2 separate regions of the Mus musculus genome follow, and region 1 is linked to region 2. The links are chromatin contacts, called in public HiChIP or PLAC-seq maps. All regions are on one chromosome and are shown on one strand. The core of a region is the stretch at or near the end of the contact, and the rest is flanking DNA. Distances in the headings are between cores, read along the strand shown. Region 1 overlaps Fhit (fragile histidine triad gene). Region 2 overlaps Fhit (fragile histidine triad gene).

What was found. HiChIP or PLAC-seq counts read pairs in DNA pulled down with a chosen protein or histone mark.
Region 1: a contact with region 2 is called in an H3K4me3 HiChIP or PLAC-seq map of bone marrow-derived macrophages, with 4 times the contacts expected there. The contact joins two enhancer-like sites. A contact is called at or near these places in 1 of 484 Hi-C or Micro-C datasets (the Ba/F3 cell line) and 1 of 115 datasets of contacts at active chromatin or transcription factors (bone marrow-derived macrophages).

What each region holds. Positions count from the first base shown.
Region 1 is chr14:10,426,139-10,432,299 of GRCm38.p6, reverse strand. The region is part of intron 1 of Fhit (fragile histidine triad gene); the gene reads left to right. Among named protein-coding and RNA genes, the nearest start is that of Fhit, 24 kb to the left of the region's middle. Within about 2 kb of position 2,174, at least 78 of the 459 cell types and tissues checked have an H3K27ac peak or open chromatin away from gene starts, as enhancers often do. A contact at or near this core is called in bone marrow-derived macrophages, where this site is marked.
Region 2 is chr14:9,824,520-9,831,147 of GRCm38.p6, reverse strand. All of the region lies in intron 4 of Fhit (fragile histidine triad gene), which reads left to right. Among named protein-coding and RNA genes, the nearest start is that of Gm41096, 300 kb to the right of the region's middle. Within about 2 kb of position 2,332, at least 7 of the 459 cell types and tissues checked have an H3K27ac peak or open chromatin away from gene starts, as enhancers often do. A contact at or near this core is called in bone marrow-derived macrophages, where this site is marked.

The DNA of each region.
Region 1 (6,161 bases), core at 925-3,424, 600 kb before region 2:
TAAGCACCAGCTGCTGTTCCTGTTATTCGGATGCTGGGTTTTAACTGACACATGGCACAAGAGAGGTAGCATCATCTACGCAGTACCGGGCCAAATTTTATTTTCTCTTTACTGACTAGATGCCATTCTATGATAATAACAGTACTACGTTTCTTACCAGTATTAAATTTTGTATTAATTAACAACTATCTCTTGGCCATTAAAAAACATCCATGGCTATTTTTTGCTGGGATAAAAAGGTAGCGGTTAACCAAATACTTATTAGGTCCTTAAGAAGTTCTATGGGAGGAAATTATTGGTGCCCTGTATCACAGAGGCAAACAGGCAAAGGAACATGCCACATTCATATGATCAATTGAAAAAGAAAACAGATATTGTACCCAAGTCTGTCTAACCCTTATGGAAGTTCTGTTGGAGTTAGGGTGTGACAGAGCCTAAGAATCTGGTTGTCTTGAAAGCTTTCAAGTTGATTTAAATCAGCTTGGCTTTATAGCTAGCACTCTAGGGGAGTTCTTTCTACACGTTAAAGTGTATCTCTGCTGTGCTGCACAATATGCATTGTTTGTATCTCTCAGGTGAAGCACATGTTCCTAGTCAGCAGGCTAGAGCTGGAATGGCTAACCTGCTTGCAGAAACATAGCATCTTTGCATTGGCCTTGGAGAAATTTTTTGCTGTATGGACTAGGGAGGTATTAACTATGAAGTGGGACCCAGCGGCTTCTTGGTAGTCAGTGGTATAGAATTTCTCATCTTTATGGGTTTGGTCGTGTGGTTACTGGAAGTCCTGAGGTTCCAAGTATGGGTCATGGATTTTGGAGGATCTAAATAAAAATTAAAAAGTCAGTTCATAGTAGTCTGTGCTTGAAGAGGCAATGTGGAATTAATAGACATAGGCTTATATTCTGAATCCTCTGTTGAATTTCTTAGGATGAGTATTGCTCATGCCTTCAATACTAAGGGATGCCCCCAAAGTGAGTTATCTATAATTTAACTTCTTAAATTAGGGTCTCAAGTTTATAGAATCCTTAAATCTTACACTTTATAAAGATCCATGAGACCACTGAAGTTCAGTGCTCATTTGAGTAGGCCACTTGCATTCTGGACATGCTCAGTGTCTCTAAAGTGCGACTGCTGGATCTAAGTGATCTCACAAGCCCCTTTCCACCCAGAAATTCTAGAGTTAGCTATTCTTTCTTGGAACAAGATTTGAAGCATTTGGCAGTTTAGTGAGACATTAGCATAACATTTAAAAGCAAACCAGGGATAAACCTGGCCGACCATGGAATGATCTGTCACTGTTCGATCTGGCCATTGAACCTTATTCTATGAACCCTATAGCTCAACTATTCCTATCAGCAACAAAACCAAGCAGCTGTGCTGAGTCACAGACTTATTCATATAAGGCACAGAAATCTCTGTGCTAGTTCCTTTCTATTTGGTTAACTTTGAAGAGGAAGTTCTTAAACTCATGTCCTCTTCCTAGCTTCCAAGAGTGACGAGGAGCTAGGGTGTTAGCAGATGGACAGAGGACACATGTAGGTCATAGGAGGGAGGTAGAGAGATGATACTTTTCATGAATGGAAATTTGGGAGATGTAGGAAATTCCAGAACCTTACAGTTTTGGTTAAAAGCAAAAGCAGTTACTGCCACAGAATATCAAGAAGAAGAAAGAAAGCTTACATATATAAGAGCGTGGTTTTGGTTATCATACCTACTTCCTCTTTTCTTTATAACAGGAGGGAACACCAAGTTCTTTACTGACTGACATCTATTAATAAATATAATTCAGGAGCATGACCCTTTGAGTGAGTCCCATAACTAAGTCCTTGATTTTCTGAATTCCAGAAATCATTATCTCCATGTTGGCTAAGAAATAGGTTTTTCTGGATATGATTTTCATTTGGAATTTTAACAGAGTACATCTAACGTTCATGTTTGGTAGAAATGATTCAGCAGTTTTACTTTGGGCTAAAATAAAATTGCTTTTGCCATGTTCATATGAGAGTAAAATATTTAATATTTATCTCCTTCTTGCAGACAATTTCAGATCCTGGATGCCTGCATCTTCCCATCACACTGCTGATTCTTACTGTGGAACCAGAGTAGACCACATACATACTTGTTTTCTCTTTACAGTCTCTGGAATAGTTCTCTTTTTCAGTGAAATTAAAATTTGGGGAAATAAGTCTATTAGCTATGCAATTTGTACAATTACCAGAGAGACAGTATTAGACCACTGTAGAGGAAGAAAGGAAGTTGAAAATTATTACTATTTTGGCTGCCTATGCCATGTACTAGACAATGATGAATGCTTAATGTATGTCAGCGTCTCTCGGTTTTAGATGTGATCCGAAGGTGAGAAGTTCATGCCATTGCAGAGGGTCAGAGAGGGGATGGCACAGCTAAATCAGGTAGAGAATTCTTAACTCTGGCTCCATTTCTTCCTCCAGAAAGAGAGTGCTTAGAGTTATGTCTATCATCAAAGGAGAAGAAGAATTAGTGAAGAGATCAGAGGGCATCCGTGTTATAAATTGTTTGCAGACTAGACGAATGTAAAAATATGTAATAGAACTATATGAGTTTATTGGCAAGAGTGGAATGTTAGAAGGAAGGAAATTCACGGCAGGGTAGCCAGGATACAGGGGAAACACTGGATATAAGTAAGCCTTAAGAGCTGAGTGAATGAATGAATGAATAACCAGTGCATCTCAGTTTTCTCATCTCAAAGAACATCAGGATGAAACAGATATGAGGAAACTCAGATGGACCATTGAGAAAAACAGAATGAATAGAACTATCAGAATCTTTGAAAAGCTGAAGTGTTACCATGTGCCAAAGAGTATCTGAAGATAAACCAAACATCTAAAGAATGTGATGGAAACCAACGACCTCACACACACTTTATGAGATATAAAACTATCAGAAATGGTAGTTCAGTCACGCCTACCCACTGAAAGGATCTTCAGCATATGTCCTTACTTAGAAGACTCTGTAGATATGATTGCTTCATGATGCAAGTTAGGCTGGACCCTAAATATACCACCTTCTCTCATTAATGCTGTTAATAGTGTGTGTGCAGATACATGGACATGTGTGTGCACTTGTGTGTAGAAGCAAGGGGTCTTTCTGAGGTATTGTCCTCAGGAGTTATCCATCTTGTGTTCTGAGAAAGAGTCTCACTGAAAGCTTTAGGCAACAAGAAGTTTGCCAACTGAGATATCTCCTTTGTATTGCTCTCAGTTTGTATTAGTATAAGATGTGAAGACATACATAAAAGGCCTCATCAAGATGGAGTATCTGGGGAGACTGAGTCTGGAGTGATGAAATTTCCATGCCAGGGAGCATGGGGGGTTGTTGTAAGCCAACAGACACTAGGAAGAGACAGAAATCCTGTTTTAGAGACTTGAGAAGAGGATAGCCTTTGGCTTTGGGATAATTTATATGGTAATGGAAGGATATTAATATATAGTCTTATGCTTAGGCCCTTATGCAGACCTTATTTTGAGATTTGAAACCAGAACATCCTGTGTTAAAAAGTAATCTGCATGCCAGCCAATTATCTTCTACAGTTGTGTGAGGATACAATGAAGCCAAGGTCAGAAGTTTTGAAACAGTCAAACTTAGAGTTTAGACTGTTATTACAGACTGCTTATTTAAGTGAAAGGGTTAACTAAATATATTATTATGAATAGAATTTCACAGCATATACATGTAGACCCTTTCTAAAATTAATTTTAGAAACTAGAGTATAACAAAAATAAATAAGGAAATCTAGGAGGAAGATTACAAAATGATAAGTAGAGAATTTAGATTCTTTTAATCAATTAGTAATGACAACTTTTGATTCTAGGGAATCCATATTCAGGAAACTTCTCCACTAAGCAGATTTTTAAAGACCTGTGATGGTTTGTATTGCTTGGCCTAGAGAGTGGCACTTTAAGAAGGCGTAGCTTTGTTAGAGTAGGTGTGTTGCTGTGGGCATGGGCTTTAATACTTTAGTCCTAGCTGCCTGGAAGCCAGTCTTCTAGCAGCCTTCAGAAGAAGATGTAGAACTCTTATCTCCTCCTGCACCATGCCTTCCTGGATGCTGCCATGCTCCAACCTTGATGGTAATAGACTGAACCTCTGAACCTATAAGCCAGCCCTAATTAAATGTTGCTCTTATAAAAATTGTCCTGGGTATGGTGTCTGCTCACAGCAGTAAAACTCTAACCAAGTCAAGACAGTGTAAGGTACATGGGTGTTCCATTAGAGGGATAACTGAATTTTGAAGAAAATTGTGCACCAATAACCAGAGGAGGCTCAGGTTAAAGAGGCAGCGATATTGGAAGCCATTGCTTCACAGTATGAGGAAGAGGGTGTTTCACCCGTGAACATGCAGTATATTGATAAGATGGAAAATTGAGCAGTGACATTGAAAAAATAATGCAATTATTTGAAATTATAGGCCATGTCATTTGAACATGTCCAAAATTCAAACATGAGAAAGGTAGAGTGTAGTATCTGAAAGACAACAGCAGGAGTAAGGGTGAGCTAAGGGTATTGTAGAGAAAGCTCAATAGAGTACGTGATGAGGACCTGAGTGCAATTCACAGAATCCATGGACAGGTTGGATACACCTTATTATCCCAGTGATGAGGAGTAGAGATAACACATCCTGCAGGTTCACTCATCTCCCAGCCTCACCTAATCAGAAAGGCAGAGATCTTACCTTAATTGAGATAGGCATGAGGGAAGAAAAAAAGAGAGCCAAACCTAATGACAACATTGGATAATGACACCAAATGTAAAGAGTGAGTGGCAGAACCATAGGGGTTAAATTTACCAGGCATCTTGGCTAAGGGAGAGAAAACAAGATGCTAGCTGGGGTGCATGATTTCTTTATCTTACAAGCATCTAAAAAGGGTCCAGGCTGAAGATGGGATGATGAAAAAAAAGTCCATTTTTGTGAAATATGAGCAAAGCAATAAATAGTGAGATAAGTCAGAATGTAGATGCATGAGTATATAACATTGTGATGTACAAAACTGGAAGTTATGGCTTTTGCCATTGATTTGACAACTATAGTTAGAGATTTAGCTCAGTTCTACTAGGAACTAATGAAGCAGAGATGAAAAGCAGAGGCAAAGATTTGGACAACAATGAATTCAAGATTGAATTCTATAATGTTGATATATTGAATATATTATAGATTAAAACATATATTGAAATACAAACACGCACATACAGCTGAATGAGAACAGAATGCATTTTGTTTTACAGTGTTTGAGTTAGGGATATGGTTCCTCTGTATTGTTTCAGGAAGAAACCTCAAATGCAAAAACTGGCACAAAGGTTTTCTTCTCCATGGCTTGGTAAATTAGACCTATTAACAGGCAGATAGCAGAAACATCCGAAGTGTTTAGAAACTAAAAGGCACACTATGAAATAACCCTCAAGTTAAATAGAAGTCATGACAAGGACCAAGGTTTCTGGGAACTGAGAAATAACAAAAACCCTAGAAAAGATACAGCTAATGGGCATCTTTGATAGCAACATGTAGCTGAAGCTACTGAAGAGAACCAGCATACAATCTGTGTTTGCCTCCACTAAGTTAACTTGAAGAAAGAGGAGAGATGAAGAACTTTTAAGCAAGAAACAAAACTATAGAAAATGAATAATGGGGCCAAATTAATAAAACCTGAAGAACCTTTGTTGATTCTTTAAAAAAAAATAAGTTACAGATAAACCTTGAATGATGGGTTAAAAAATATTCACAGTTTGATAAAATCCAAAACAGTGATTATTAATCATATTCTTAACCCATTATATTATTACTTTATGAGTAAAATTAAAATTGGTACAATTTTATGGTAGAAATTAGTACAAGAAAAAAGTCACTTAGGTAAGCAGAGACTTTCAATCGTTATGGTGATTGTCAAACTTGCTCCTGCAGTAGGAAAGGGCACAGCTTGACAGAGCTCTGCTGACCTCTAAAGCACTGGTTCTGAACCTTCCAATAACACTGCAGCCCCTTAATAACGCCCGTCATGTCATAGTGACCCCCAACCATAAATTATTTCATTGATACTATAAAAGTGAAATGTTGTTAATATTATGAATCATAATGCAAATATCTATATGCTATGACACCTATAAAAGGGCCATGGCCCACAGGTCGA
Region 2 (6,628 bases), core at 1,083-3,582:
GTGATGAGGCCAGAATGTTATTATGATATTTGAATATAGTTTTATTTCTCATTTTAAAAATATCACAATTTCATATTTTGGTTTATTTGATCATTCTATATACGAATCAACAAAGGATTCTTTCATAGCTTAAGGGATTAAAAGTACCAAAGGATAGATAAGTAGGATAGTAATTCATGAATCTTCTTAAATTTTTAATCCTACTTTTAAAAGGTAAAGTCAGATATGTTCTCAAGCTGTTTCTGCATTTTTAACGAAGATAACTTTGGAATATTCAGCCTGGAAGGTGGCTGCAGGATCTCTTATTAGGGATCGGAGGCCAGCTGGTAAGTTCTTAGTCTCTGTCTTTTCCAGATTTCTAGTAGCCAGAGCCTTACAATTTTTACTCAAAAAGCACATATGCATTGCCTCTAAACCTCCCAAATGTGTGAAATAATTACCCAGGAGACAAAAGAGGAGGACCCCTATGGTCAAATACCCACTTTGGGTCTGCATGAGGTATAATTCTGTGAGGGTCAGATTGTGACTTGTCCCCCTTTCAAAATATTTTAAGTTGCATTATTAAAATGCACCATAAGGTGCCTTTGTGTAGAAAATTTTAAAAAAATAGAACTTGAGATGGCCCAGACATCTCTAGCACCCCAAATTTTGCATTTTCCTTGAAATGTCCCTGTGCTTTGAAGATTATAAGTAGGCCATGGAGAGAAAAGCCTGATGTGAATTTCTTCTAATAGCCCCACACTCTTCTTTCAAATGACTACAAAAGCAATTCAGCAAATTTTTTGTACCAGATTGATGAAACAAAAAAAGTGCATATTAAGCTTTCCTGATTAATTAAAGGCACCAAAGAAAGAGTCATCTCGGCTCGAGTTTATGAAAACAAATAATGCTTGGAGATGAGCTGGCAGAGAAAAGCTGGACTCTGCTGTGTGTTAGTTCAGTCTATGTTCACACTAAGTATTGTTGCACAGTGAAAAATGTAAAAAATAGCTAATTACCAGGGGTCTCAAAAGGCAGGGGAGTCAGAAGATACACACTGTGGTTTCAAGACTACAAAATAAGCAATTAAATCTAATACGTCATCTCTGGCCCTGATTCTTCACCTTCTTCAAAGCCAGTGTAATTTATATTTATACCATGTGAATGATGATTGAGGCCACCACATAAAGTAGCTGGCATGATGAAAGTCTTCCAGGTTTCAGGGGGGAAAGTAGAAACATCTACTGGAGTACTTCTTCATGCCCATTGTCCCCTGGTCTCTGGGGAGACCTAGCCACTGCTTTCTGGGTGATACAACCCAGGAATTTATTCTTTAAAATCTCTATTGTAGATGGGAGAGAAAGGTCAAGAGTTGTAGAGAAGGTGCTGCTGCCAAAACTGTAATCTTTCCTTGTTTGAAAACTTCCTTTCATATAGAAGGTATTCTAGAATGTGACCAGGACAACTGATTGCTGCTAATTTTGTTCCATGTGTGTTGCCTACAGTAATGCTAGTAAAAATATGCATGACTGGCCTTATTCTTGTGGGAAGGCTGATTCTGAGGTTTCCCAAGATATTATCAGTGACTATAAATCAAATACTCAATTTGCCATATTTTTATTAGCATTACCCTAGGCAAAACACAGGGAACAAAGAGAAATATACATTTCAATTTCTTCCCTCTTCTTTCCCTTTATCCTTGTCTAGCTCTTCTTCACCTCCATCCTTGCTCTCTCCTCTCTTCTCCTCTCCATCCCTCTTGATTTGTCTCCCTGGTTCATGGTTGGTGTGACAATAAGGGGGCAAGACTACATACATTTATCATAGATATCAAGTGCACTTTATTTTAGTTCTAACCATGGAGAACTGCGAATTGAAATATTTTAAGTCTAGAATCTAGACACACTTGGAGAGTAATCTGGGGGTCAATCAACAATGCCTTTTTTTTTCTACTGAGACACAGACTTTAATAAGATTTTCACATGTAATCAAGCATAGTTTCCATTGCATCTGAGCAGCAACCAGGAATGGCAGCTTGTCGTTTTGTGACAACCGACACTGTGGCTTTTCAATTCTGGTTTGCAGAAACCTTATCGTCCATTAAATCTAGGCATGCTCTGAAAAAGGCTTTAGGTCACTCCAAGCTTGGCAACTAACATTTGGCATGGACACTGGTAAAACCACAATAGAGAAGTAACAGATACAACCTCATAGGCCATAAACATACACAGCAAAGGAAGCAGGAGTGAGTCAGGAGTGACCACAGTTAACAGAGGGGCTTAGCAGAGCCACTGGGAAGCTTTGACTCACAGCCCCGACAGTTCTTAGAGTGGGAACGATATCTACATACAGAACAGCTCAGGCACTTACACACTGAGAACAGAAACTGCCTGATCAGCTCAGTCGTAGTAACGCCTCACAGCCTTCGGAGTTATCAACAATATCTTAGTATAAAAAAAAAAATCAAGCAACAACGCCTTTTAAGGGTATACACCACATTTCTTCTCTTAAATTGACTTCTTCCAATTTCAAAGATATTTTATTTTCTGGGTACTTAAGTCCTAACTTAGAGACCTCATAGCTTAGTGATCCTTATTCCTTGAGATGGGAAATGCCATTGACAGACATATCCATAACAGATGGTGTACTGTTTAGCTAACTACAAACTATGGGAATTCAAATAAGCATAACAAATGCTATATCTGCTCATAATGGGTAGTTTTCACAATAGTTATACGTAAGTCTTTTCTCAAGTTGTATGGTTTATTTTTTTATGTGAGTGCAAAAGTTTATTTAAAGCAACATATAAGACACAGATTTTACAGATAACCCTCTGTGACTACAGCTTTGAAAAGCAGCCCATTTATATGACCAATGTAGATAACATGGAATTCTGTCCAGTTTGGAAGGCAGAGCACTCTGTGTTTGAAATGGAGATCATCTGGTCTCTGCTGGGCACATTTGAAGTCACTGATGCCAGTTCAGTCCCCATGTGGGTGAATTAATGTAGTCCTTTTCATGTCTTCAAGCTTGATCCACCACTCAGCTGTCAGAGTGCGAACAGGTAAGTCTGCAGTGCCTCTGGGCACATTCACCGCAGGGAAGATGTCCCCAAAGAATGTTATAAGTGGCATTCAACCTACTTGTCCATGAGAGAAACTACTATCACACATCTGATTATTCTGTTAATGACTCTAGTATGTCGGGTCAGAGACTTTAATGTTGATGACTCCGGTCTAACTCTTAAAATTAAGGGACTTCTTTGAAGCTGAAACTGTGAACTAGTTTATAATGTAGCACCTACAATAATCAGCTTCTACCTAGTCCAGTTATGTTAGGCACTAAATAAGAAGACCATATTCTCAGTTCCATCCCTTCCTGTACTCCCAACACCTAGAAAAATACGTATAATAGGAGCTAGGTGAGCACTTGATTAACAAGTGAATGTGTGCTTTGGTAAATGGCAGTCGATGGTGTCAGACGTGGCTCTGAGCTTTGGCTACATCCTATGGGACTCATGTTCATGAACTTGCTCAGGCTATTATATAACAGGAGCCTTCTCTGCATACTAGGGCTTTCGCTCACTGGTGCAAAAAGCAGACCTAAAGTGCTGTACTATAGAAGCTGCCTTTAGCCAATGGCACATGGAATGTGGAGATGAAGTTCCCACTGTTTCTTCCTGTAAGTGAGGAAAATCTGAAATGTGTATTCTATGCAGTCTCCCAGAGGCCCTCACTGGGGTCTTCAGTTACTCTAAAAAGTAACCTAAACACAGACATCTCACAGTAGCTTTCTTCTTCTCTCCTGTATTATTTCTCTTCCCCTCCTAACGATACTTCCTGGAACCATTTCTCAGGCAATTCATTTGAACTCATATTCACATTGTAGGGTCTGCTATGGGAGAATCCACTCTAAAAGGCACTCATAGTAAAGTAAGAAGGAACCAGAAGAGTCTCTGGTATTTCTGCAGTTACAACTGAAAAATCAATGTCTTGTAGTCCTTACAGCTACTGATGCATGCGGTCTTGTTGTATGGGCTGAGTATGTGGTTAAAGAGTAGGATGCTTGCTTAACATTCTCAAGGCTCTGAGTTCAATTCCCAGTACCATAAAGACACATACCCATCCTACTTATAATGGTTAATTAAGAAGAACATGCTACTTTTTAAGAGATAAAGAACTATTCATACTAAATGTCAAATAGTCTAAAATTTTCATATGGTACAGATTCAATTGAACATAATACATAAACTGAATCTTTGACCTTCTATCTCAGTATGTGGTGGCTCTGTTGACATCAATCTACCCAGCATCCTTTCCTTGCTAGGCAATCATTGTTATGATAGTAAGTCAATCTTCTTTGGCTCCTAGGGTGATACAGCCAAGTCTTTTGGAGGGTAGAGGGCTCTTCTGACTCAAATGGATCTTCTGTGGTTCTCTCTCAATCATCAGTGATCACGAGGTTGGGACACTCTGAGACTATCTCCCCAAGTTAGATTTTTTATCTTTAGTGTGGGAGAACTAAGCCCCAGACAGCCTGTCCCTGTACTGTTGATCTTTTCTGAGGTGTGTTTATAAGAAACAATAAATGTAGTCTTCTTTCTGTGAATAAATAATACGTTAAAAACTTCATATTTTATTCTTCTTCCTTATAGACTATAACTTACTAATATGAAACTCTGGATTTGGTAATAATATTAGCGATATCCAGAAGCCATTGAAGTATGAAAAAATCAGTCATAAGATACTGGGGCCATGGCTATTGTCCTAGTGTGACCCTGTGCCTTCCTGTTTGTAGTGTTACCAAGTAGCCAGGAGACCTTTTGGAATCCTTTTTATATGATTTTTAATTTAAAAAATGTATTATTGGTATATATGTGATATGTATATAGGGATACACACACATATGTGCCATGGCATACATGTGAAAGCCAGAGAACAGTATTATAGAGTTGGTTCTCTTCTTTTACCTTTACAAGGGTTAGAGGGATGGCATTATTCAAGAGTCTGACTTTCAAAGCCTTTGCCCACTGAACCATGTCACTAGCCTGGATATGTGATCAGGCATAGGGACTTTCCCATAGGGACTCAGCCATAGGGACTTACCGTAGCATCTTCCAATGCTTTAAGAACTTGTCTACTCTGGAGGTAAAACACAGCATCCCAGAAGCAGACAGTAAGAGCAAGTATTCACTCTGAAGCAATTCCAATGGTATTGTATTGAGGTATTGGCATGCTCTTCATTTTGGCTAAGTTGGTTGCGCCTACCAAAGTACCAAAGGTCTTGATCCCATCCCCCCATATATGGTCAGGGAACAGCAAAAAACAATGTTTCTATATTTTCACTCAATATGTCAATCTCAAATATATACTACAGGCCCTTTTCTTGGTTCTACAAAGCTACAAATTACACTTCGAAATTTTCATTTTTTTTTTTAACTTTCCTTTATTTAGCCCTTGATGTTGAGGGAACTTATTTAGTCTTTGCTTAAACATTCTAATAGGATTTATGTCACATCAACTTTGTTCTCTTCTATCTTGTACTATTTATTCAGCTAATGCAATGTAAAGCGCTTTGTTTGGATAGATCATTTATCTCCCTGTGCTAGCACCAGAGAGAAGAATGCCCAGTGGTACTCAGCAGTCATAGAATACCTTCTCAAAAAGATGTGAGGTCAACTAAGTTTTAATCCCAAATCAATAGTGGGCTTTTTTGCTGACCCTAGCAAGAATGTAAACTAATAGATACCTTGAATTCTGTGAGGTGTTATTGCTCCCTTTATAAAATATAATTTAAAATTAACCACATCAGGCTTTTACGTGAGTTCTGGAAAATGATTAATGTTCATTCCAGAGCTGAAGGTCTTTGAGTTCATATAAAGTTAATTTCATATATTTGGGCCATTTCACATTAAATACCTTGTTGTTTAATATCATTATTCAGTCATTTATCAGACCAGAAACTGCACAAGAACAATTCATTATCTAGGGCATCTCTTTGCCATAATGTGTAGATTTTTCGATTTGTTCTTTACTCTGGAACAGAGGAAATGTGGGCCAGGTGTCAGGTACTGGCATGTTATCTATAGGTTAGGTAATTTAGCTGGACACTGCCACTGTGGGAGTCTGAGTGTAATGAAAGGATTTTTCAAGTCCACACCAATGGCCTACTTATTTGTAGCACAAAATCAGAGAGCACAGTCCAAGGACGTCGGGAGAATTTGGATATAAAATCTTGCACAGTGTAGGTGGCCCATTCTCATGAGGCCGTTTGCCTTCTGTTGGAATGGCAAGGGAATCACATAGAGTCAGGAATAACCTAGCACCTAAAAAGAACACTTAAAATGAGAAATGTTAAGTCCTCTTATCTCAGTGACAGTGGTACTTTGTTCATATATGGAAATTTTAATCTGGAATGATTAAATTTAAAATAAATCCATCTGGATTTAGGAATCAAATCTAAAGAATAGTATCCTGCTAAACTCCACTCCGTGAAATATTCTGAGGATTTTCATTCAGTTACAGTGAAGAAATTATCATTGTTTTACATAACTAAACAATTTCAAATTAATTTAACCATAGAATTATTGGTTTTGGTGGTGGTGGTGATGGTATCTTTTTTTCTCCTGTACCTGCTTATATAGAGCAGT